Linked DNA regions of Mus musculus: region 2 is linked to region 1. Evidence: chromatin contacts called from public HiChIP or PLAC-seq data. All regions are on one chromosome and are shown on one strand. The core of a region is the stretch at or near the end of the contact, and the rest is flanking DNA. Distances in the headings are between cores, read along the strand shown.

Evidence for each region. HiChIP or PLAC-seq counts read pairs in DNA pulled down with a chosen protein or histone mark.
Region 2: an H3K4me3 HiChIP or PLAC-seq map of embryonic midbrain shows a contact between it and region 1, with 3 times the contacts expected there. The contact joins the enhancer-like site here to the promoter of Alx3 in region 1. A contact is called at or near these places in 10 of 39 promoter capture datasets (the SN4741 cell line, cranial neural crest, embryonic stem cells and 3 more), 4 of 15 datasets of contacts at CTCF or cohesin (CD8 T cells, the G1E-ER4 cell line, embryonic stem cells and 1 more), 60 of 484 Hi-C or Micro-C datasets (B cells, the C10 cell line, the C2C12 cell line and 34 more), 12 of 115 datasets of contacts at active chromatin or transcription factors (the HPC-7 cell line, T-cell acute lymphoblastic leukemia, bone marrow-derived dendritic cells and 6 more) and 4 of 9 other capture datasets (adipose tissue, embryonic stem cells, liver and 1 more).

Annotation. Positions count from the first base shown.
Region 1 is chr3:107,593,226-107,596,954 of GRCm38.p6, forward strand. It overlaps Alx3 (aristaless-like homeobox 3), which reads left to right and starts at 1,806. Exons shown (of 4, transcript NM_007441.3): 1 at 1,806-2,227. The coding sequence starts at 1,951.
Region 2 is chr3:107,848,887-107,852,638 of GRCm38.p6, forward strand. No RefSeq gene overlaps it. Among named protein-coding and RNA genes, the nearest start is that of Eps8l3, 26 kb to the right of the region's middle. Within about 2 kb of position 1,910, at least 132 of the 459 cell types and tissues checked have an H3K27ac peak or open chromatin away from gene starts, as enhancers often do. A contact at or near this core is called in the C2C12 cell line, the SN4741 cell line, Sertoli cells and 12 more, where this site is marked.

The DNA.
Region 1 (3,729 bases), core at 556-3,055:
GGGTCATTTAATCTGAAGTCAAGAGACTTCCATGGATTCAGTGATAGAACCCTGAAATCTGGGTTCCCATTTTCTTGAGAAATCACCACTGTCATTAAGTTAACATGGTATGGCAAAATACTAGTGATTCTCAAATACCCAGTCTATAGGTACATGACCCATTTTTATGACAAGAAAAATGAGGCACCTAGAGCAAAAGGCCCAGTGTTTAATCCAAGCTGCCTTGTTTAATTTGTTGATGGCATTGGTCTTGTGTCATACTTTCATCCTCCAAATTAAGCTGCTTGGTAACTTTGTTGATTAGATGCCCTGAAATGATACAACCTTCTAGACAGTCAACACTACCTCATTGACAATTATGGAAAACCTTTTATTAATAATCAGTTCAGCAGTGTCCACAGCTGAGAGCCAGTGGACTCCCCTCTGGTAGAGGCAGAGGGGAAAACCTCATTTTAAGCCAGGCTTCTCTAGCTGGAAATATCAGCCCCAGGTGCTCCCATCTCTGCCTAGCCTGCAGTCTGTGATTAGGGGCCCTAATGGCCATAATGCCTCCAATGTGGTGTTTAAGCCAATAAGGCTTCAGAAAAGTTACGGTATGTTTAATAATGGCTTAATGACTCCTTGTGAGATGCAAGGCTTCTGGTTCCTGTTTGGCCTTGATTTACAGCCCAACTCTGGCTGAGGACAGCCAAGAAACCTCCTCTAAGCCTCCAACGGAAGAGGGAGGTGTTCACACCAGGCCTCTTAGATTCCTTTTAAAAATGAGAATTCAAATAGAATACAAATGATGTTTGACTCCCTGCCCCTCTCGCTAATCTCCAGGGGTCCTAAAAATATAAATGTTTTAACCCGGACCTAAGGGATCTTTAAGCTCGGGTCCAAAGGACCTCTGGTATTTCTTCCCAGATCTTAGGCACAGTAAGGATTATTCAGTTTCAGAAAGGCTAAGCTATACCCTAATCCTAGGCTTCCTTTGGGTCGAGGAGACTCACCTTTGGGAGATGCAATCCTACCCTCGCTATGTCTAAAATAGCAAGCCTGAAGCAGTTAATTTGCAGTGGATCTGAGTGACATTCAGTTTATGCTGCTCAGAAGGACAATGACCCTTCTGCTCTTCCATAGCTGACCCAAAAAGCTACCTGGGCAGACCACTGTGAAACCTAGAGATCTCTCTGTCTGTTTTGGCCTGCCTGGGCTTTGGAACTCACCACCAAATGTAGATGGACCACAGTCAGCTGAAAACGCTAAGTGAGAGGTTCAAATCACAGATAATCAATGACAGTATTGAGGCCCAAGCTCCCAAGCCCCCTGCTGTTTCCACAGCATCCAGTCTCTAGGATGTCCAGGCAAAACAAGTGTCTAAGGGAGATGCCCTTGCTTTTTTCCAGCTACCAGCAAAAATAAACCGAGCAAGGTGAAGGGGAAACTCTACCACAGTAGAGGCCTCTCTTCTCAGACTGATGTCAGATCAGGCCTCAAAGAGAATGTTGGAGGAGGGATGGGGGAGGGTGCGGGGGTGGGGAGGATGTCTGCCCTCACCGTTTCACCTCCCCAGGGCCAAGAGCCACTAAGATGGATATCAGGACTTGAGGGTGCAGCTCAGAGCCAAGGACTCACCCGACTGCTAGACAAAAGGGATCCTGCCCTCGAAAGGAAGCAGCTTCCCTCTCTTCTCTTCCAACTGCTTGTGATACCAGACTCGGGGTGAATGGGGTGGGGTGGGGGTGTTCCTGGGCTCCGAGGGGTTAACCCGCACGGGGCCGCACGTGACGTGGATGGTTCCAGCATTAAGTCAGAGGCGCGGCCCCCTCTCCTGCCCCCCACCCCCCGCGGCGCGCGCCGCTCCCGGGGGCTCCGCGCCCCCGAGCCCAGGTCCCTCCCCCTTGGCTCACAGGCCGCGCGGGTTAGCGGGAGCCCCGGAGCTCCGGCGGCCTGTGAGCCCGAGCCGGCATGGACCCCGAGCGCTGCGCGCCTTTCTCCGTGGGGCCGGCGGCCGGTCCTTACGCGGCCGCGGGGGACGAGGCTCCGGGTCCCCAGGGGACTCCCGATGCTGCGCCTCACCTGCACCCCGCGCCACCCCGCGGTCCGCGCCTGAGCCGCTTCCCGGCCTGTGGGCCCCTGGAACCCTACCTCCCAGAGCCCGCCAAGCCGCCCGCCAAGTACCTGCAGGACCTCGGGCCAGGCCCGGTGCTCAACGGCGGCCACTTCTACGAGGGCTCCGCGGAAGGTAACACGCCGGGGGTCGGGGGTGGTGGTGGAACCCCATGTCGTTCTTATCCCCAGCCCTTCCTGGTCTCCCCGACTCTCCCGCTTTCTTGCTTCTTAACTTTGGGTACGTCTCGCATTTTCCACGATTCCCTCGCTAGATCGCTGCTGGCCTGGCCGGACAAGGCCAGGGCATTGGGGACCGCAGAATCGCCTGTGTCCCCGGCCGGCAGAGGCAATGGGAGGCGGGAGGTCAAAGGAGGGTGGAGTAGGGACGATCTTGGGCCCATTCCGACCCCCAAGGTGATTGAACCTGGGAGGAGAGATCGCGCTCATCCGGAGCCGAGCCTCTCTGCCACCGACCCAGAAGAGGGGACTGGGTGGAGGGCCCCGGAGCCTAACTGGGCCCCAAAGCTGGGAGAGAAGAGTTCTGCTTTTGTGCATGGCGCCCGCTGAGGGCGTAGAGGCTGGGCCTCGACTTAGTGGCCAAACTGGACTCAGCGAGGGAAAGGCTGTGTCCTGGACTTACCCAGCTCTCATCCTCGGGCCCAGCCTCTGCAGGAAAAGGTTTTCTGATGCCGTTAAGTCGCTCCGCAGAGTGGCGGTGGCTGCTCCCCCTCAGAACTGGGACTGTCTTCAAGATCAAATAACTATGTTCTTGTTTCTCAGATTAACTTGGCCTCCCCGTCGCCACGGGGATGGCTACCCTTCTTGCAGTTGGCATCTCGGCACCGAATCATCACCGCTGAGCCGTCGGAAGCGGTCCCGAACTATCCTAAATCCCAGGGCGCATCCCACTCCGGGGACCGTGCCCTGTGTGCTAAGGCGGGTCGGACCGTACCATTATCTGAGAATGCGCCTGAGTGGCAGGGCCTGCCAAGACTCTTTTGCCGCCCACTGTACTCGCTGACCCACGAGTGGCTCAGCACCCACGCCCACCCCTCGTATGCAGCCACATTTCGTAGCCTAGACCCAAAACTAGATCCCGGGAGATCCGCCAATGCGGCAATCGCCTGCTCCTCGCGGGCCTCCTCAGAGAGGCTGGGCAGCGAGCAGCTCCTGGCTTCGTCCCGTCCGGGTGGCGGGAGTGTGCAGGGGAGGCCCGGGAGGTGTGTTGGGGTCATCGGAGGAAATGAGCAAGTCCGCGGAGCTTCGTGTCTAATGCCGTTTGAAAAAGGCTCTCCTGATAAAAACCACAGTTGGGACTTAATGAGAAGCAGTTGGCCTGGCTCCTCTGATCCCTGCCAGACGGCGGCAGCCACGCAGCGCCCAGAGCACCGCCAGGGACAGGTACCCGTCTGGGTTGGGATCGCGCCCCGCAACACCCCACCACAGTCCAGTGTCCCCGCCGATGCGCAGCCTCTTGCACCGACTGTTCGGGTTCTTGGACAGCCGTGGGTCTGATCGCACTACGAAAAGGAGTGGGATTGAATGGGCGGGCAGTGTCTGTTGTCGCAACGAAACGAGGCGAAAGAAAGCCAAAGGATGCAATCAGCCCAAGGGGAGAGGGGGAAATTGAACAAA
Region 2 (3,752 bases), core at 660-3,159, 260 kb after region 1:
ATCTCTATAAAGAGCTTGGGAATGGAGTAGCTGGGAGACAGCCCAACTGTACACACCGCTGGTTTGCCAGTAGAATACAATAGAGTCAACTCAGTGATCGAACTCTATAATGCCTTCATCATTTCAAAGGTTCCTCTACTAACCAAAGATGCATCTTTCAGAAGTCTATTGTTTCGTGCATATTTATGACCACCTCAAGCCTACATTTGATTACAGGAGTGATGAAGTCTACCACAGCTGTAACCACCCTTGCTTGGCACAGTGCCTGTTGGTGACAATTAAGTGACTTCGCACAGCCATTCCCAACCATCGCCTGTATTGCTCTGTTGCTGGGGCAACAGGAAGCAGTCAAACAGAAAGCAGGTTAGAGCAGAACAGAAGAAGTCAGGAAACAGGACCCTTGCAGGGCTGTCCCCTGACACCACACTTAGTACAATGGGATCTTCCTGGAAGACACGGGCATTCTACTGAGTGTGGCCTTACCAAAGAAAAGGCTTTTAGGTGGATTCAGTGGTCCCTAAGTGGCCTCAGTCATGCAGATTAACTAGTGTTGAACAGAGCTGTCCCCTCTCCTGTGCCAGCCTCTCTCCTGTGCTGCCACCCTAGCAACGTGATGCCAGCCCCAGACTTGCTGAGTTCATCTCACAACCCCCACCCCACCCCACTGTCTGCCACTGGGTCTCTGATATCTTTCTGGCCAGGTTCCTGGCTGCAATGACCCTACGTGCCATTTCCACCTTGAAGGTGACAGAGACCAGTCCAGTCACAGTCCTCCTATCTTGCAGGCTTGGAACCCAGAACTGGGGAGAGAGCAAGCAGAATCTAAGTCACACCACAGTAAGGCAGGAGATGGGCTCTTGTCACCTCTCCCTAGGTCCTAGTCTTTGCTGTTTAAGAGCTCCAAGCACCCTGTGCTGTGTGACACTGGAAACTCAGATGTTGCAATGCTTCCAGGTCAGAGTTTCCATAGACTGACCTGGTGACCTTCAGTCACGGGGTGATACAGAGGAGGGGATGAGGCTGTAGGATCCCTATTTTCCTTCCTTCCCCTAGGGTAGGGACAGGAGGGCACATGCCCAGCAGCCTTGGAATTTATCTGCCCTCACTTAAGACCTTAAGACCATTTTACCTGTCGTGCAGTTTCTTCTCTAGAATACAGGCATCAACTTCCCTTTAGGGACCGTTGGGAGGATTGCTTGACATTAGTCACAGTGGTTAGGAGTCTGTGTGGGGAACATTAAACAAAGGCCAGCAGCCATCGCCAGCCCAGCCATGAGATGGTCATCTTCACACCTCACTCATCATTTGCATCTGTTCAGTCGTCTACAAATGGGCTGAAGGCTGGAGCTACAGCAGGAGCATTATAGCCCCGGTGGTGACTGGCCTGTGCCATGTATAAGGTGCTTCTGGTGACAAAGACATTTTCCAAGGTTCTCCATCCCTAGTTTTCAGGAGCAGGCCTGGAAGGATGAAGAAGCAGCTTTGTGGGTTTCAGTGCTTGGTCAAACACATATGCTTCCAAGTGGCCGGCCAAGGCTGGAATTCCCCACGAGCAGCAGCCGGGGCCTGAGCAGCCTGCCCAGGCTCACTTTCCCTGTTGTCTCCACTCCCTGCAATCAGCCTGGGCCACTTCACTCCCTGGGCCCAGGCCTGGAACTCTTAAAGGCTGCCAGCTTCTCTCCTCCACTTCCCCCCACTCCCCATCCCCCATCCATTATTAATCCCACCTCCCCTGGCCTGGCCCAGATGTCTCAAAGTCAATGGGGGTGACCAGCTCTTGCCACTGAGAAGGTCTTAAAACCTCAGCCCAGAGGATACTTCAAAGGGGGGGAGGACTACTGGGAAGGGAGGGTGGGGCAGAAGGCAGAGGCGGAGGGTCATTAATTCTTCCAAGGCCAGTTGGCTCCAGCCTCCAGCACGGCGGCTCCACTCGTCCCCGGGGCCAGGACACTGTTTCTGCAGAGTCATCCTTTCTTGTCCAGAGGGATCCTGGCCCAAAGCCACATTCCTGGTGGGGTTTGAATGTGGCAGGGAGCGGAAGCATCCTTTCTTACCCACCCCCAGCACTGCAGTCCCGAGACGGGCTGGTTTCTCAGTAGCCTCTGCCGGCCGTAAGCATTTGCCTCCATCTTTGCAGATTCTGGTCCTCTGTGAGCCCTGATCTCTTATGGGGGGAGGTAGTTAGGCAGTGTTCTGAGAGGAGGGGCTTGACCTACTGAATGCAGGGTCCCAGGGAGACGAAGAAATTATTTACAACCCTGCAGGGGTGGAGGTGGCCAGGCAGCTACATGGCTCAGCTGAGAAGAGCGTTTGCTGCCTAACCCGGCCAACCTGAGTTTAATCCTGGGAACCCCCATGGTACAAGGAGAAACTCCTGAAAGTTGTCTGCTGACCTCCACATACAAGTATATCATGGCATACACGTGTGTACATACATACATACATACATATACACAATTCAAAAATAAAATTAAAAACCTACCTGGGGCTGGAGAGATGGCTTGCCTCATTAAGTGCTTTCTTTTATTATTATTTTAAAATATTTATTTATTTACTTTATGTATGTGAGTACACTGTCGCTGTCTTCAGACACACCAGAAGAGGGCATCGGATCCCATTAGAGATGGTTGTGAGCCACCATGAGGTGGCTGGGAATTGAATCCAGGACCTCTGGAAGAGCAGTCAGTGCTCTTAACTGCTGAGCCACCTCTCCAGCCCCCATAAAATGCTTTCTGTACAAGCGTGAGGATCAGAGTTTGAGTTCCCAACATCCAGGTAACAAACGCAAAGGCATCTGCCTGTAGTCCCAGAACTGAGGCGTTTAGAGACAGGAGAAGCCCTAGAGCTCGCTGGTCAGCTGGTCCCGCCAAGTCAGTGACCATCTGGTCCAGTGAGAGACTGAGAGTGTAGAGGAAGACAGGCATAGACATCTGGCCTCCACCCACAGGTGTGTACATGTGTGTGTGCAACCCCTTTCACATGAACACACACAATACACCATACACACCACACACATAACCAAAAACACAAAAATGAACAAATAGCACAGCCCTGACTTTCCGCTGGGTCTTGTCTGTGTGGAGTCGGCAGTCTCACTGGGAAAAGAGCCTGGCTGCCTGAGGACAGCAGTGTGGGGTCCCACTCTGACCTCCAGTCCCACAACTCGAGCATCCCTTTCTAAGTGTAGTGTGTCTCCAGATCAGCAATGGGTCAACACCTCAGAAGCGTGTGTGTAGAGTCTCCGTTGTATTCCAAGCCCTGCGCCGGACACTGCCCTGCAGCAGTAAGCAGGATGGATGTGTCCAGCCTTTGGTAACTCTCCCATCCTTTCCAGTGTCACCACCCCTGTCTCCATTTATCCTCATTCCAGATTGCCTATGTTCCCATTTTCCAGCTCTGTAACACTGAGCAATGTGTTTAGTGCTCTGGACCTCATCTATAAAATAGGGTAAGGATCCCTCCCTCCTAGAAATGAATTAATATGAGAGCCCAGTGCAGATCCAGATTGATCCCGTTATCCTCTCCCCCCCCACCCCCACCCCCGGCTTGCCTCTGGTACTATCTTCCCCTAGCATGTCTTTCCTCTCTTCTGCAGAGACCTAGAAACCCAGCCTCTGAGAAGTTTTCAGAAGGAAGACAGGCAGGTTGTGGGGCAGGCCAGGGTTCTGCCAGACCTACCAGTCCTTGAGGCACTTTTCTGTTGCTGAGTGTTCTGCACCTCTTGGAAAGTGGATGAAGGCAGGAGTTTGGGC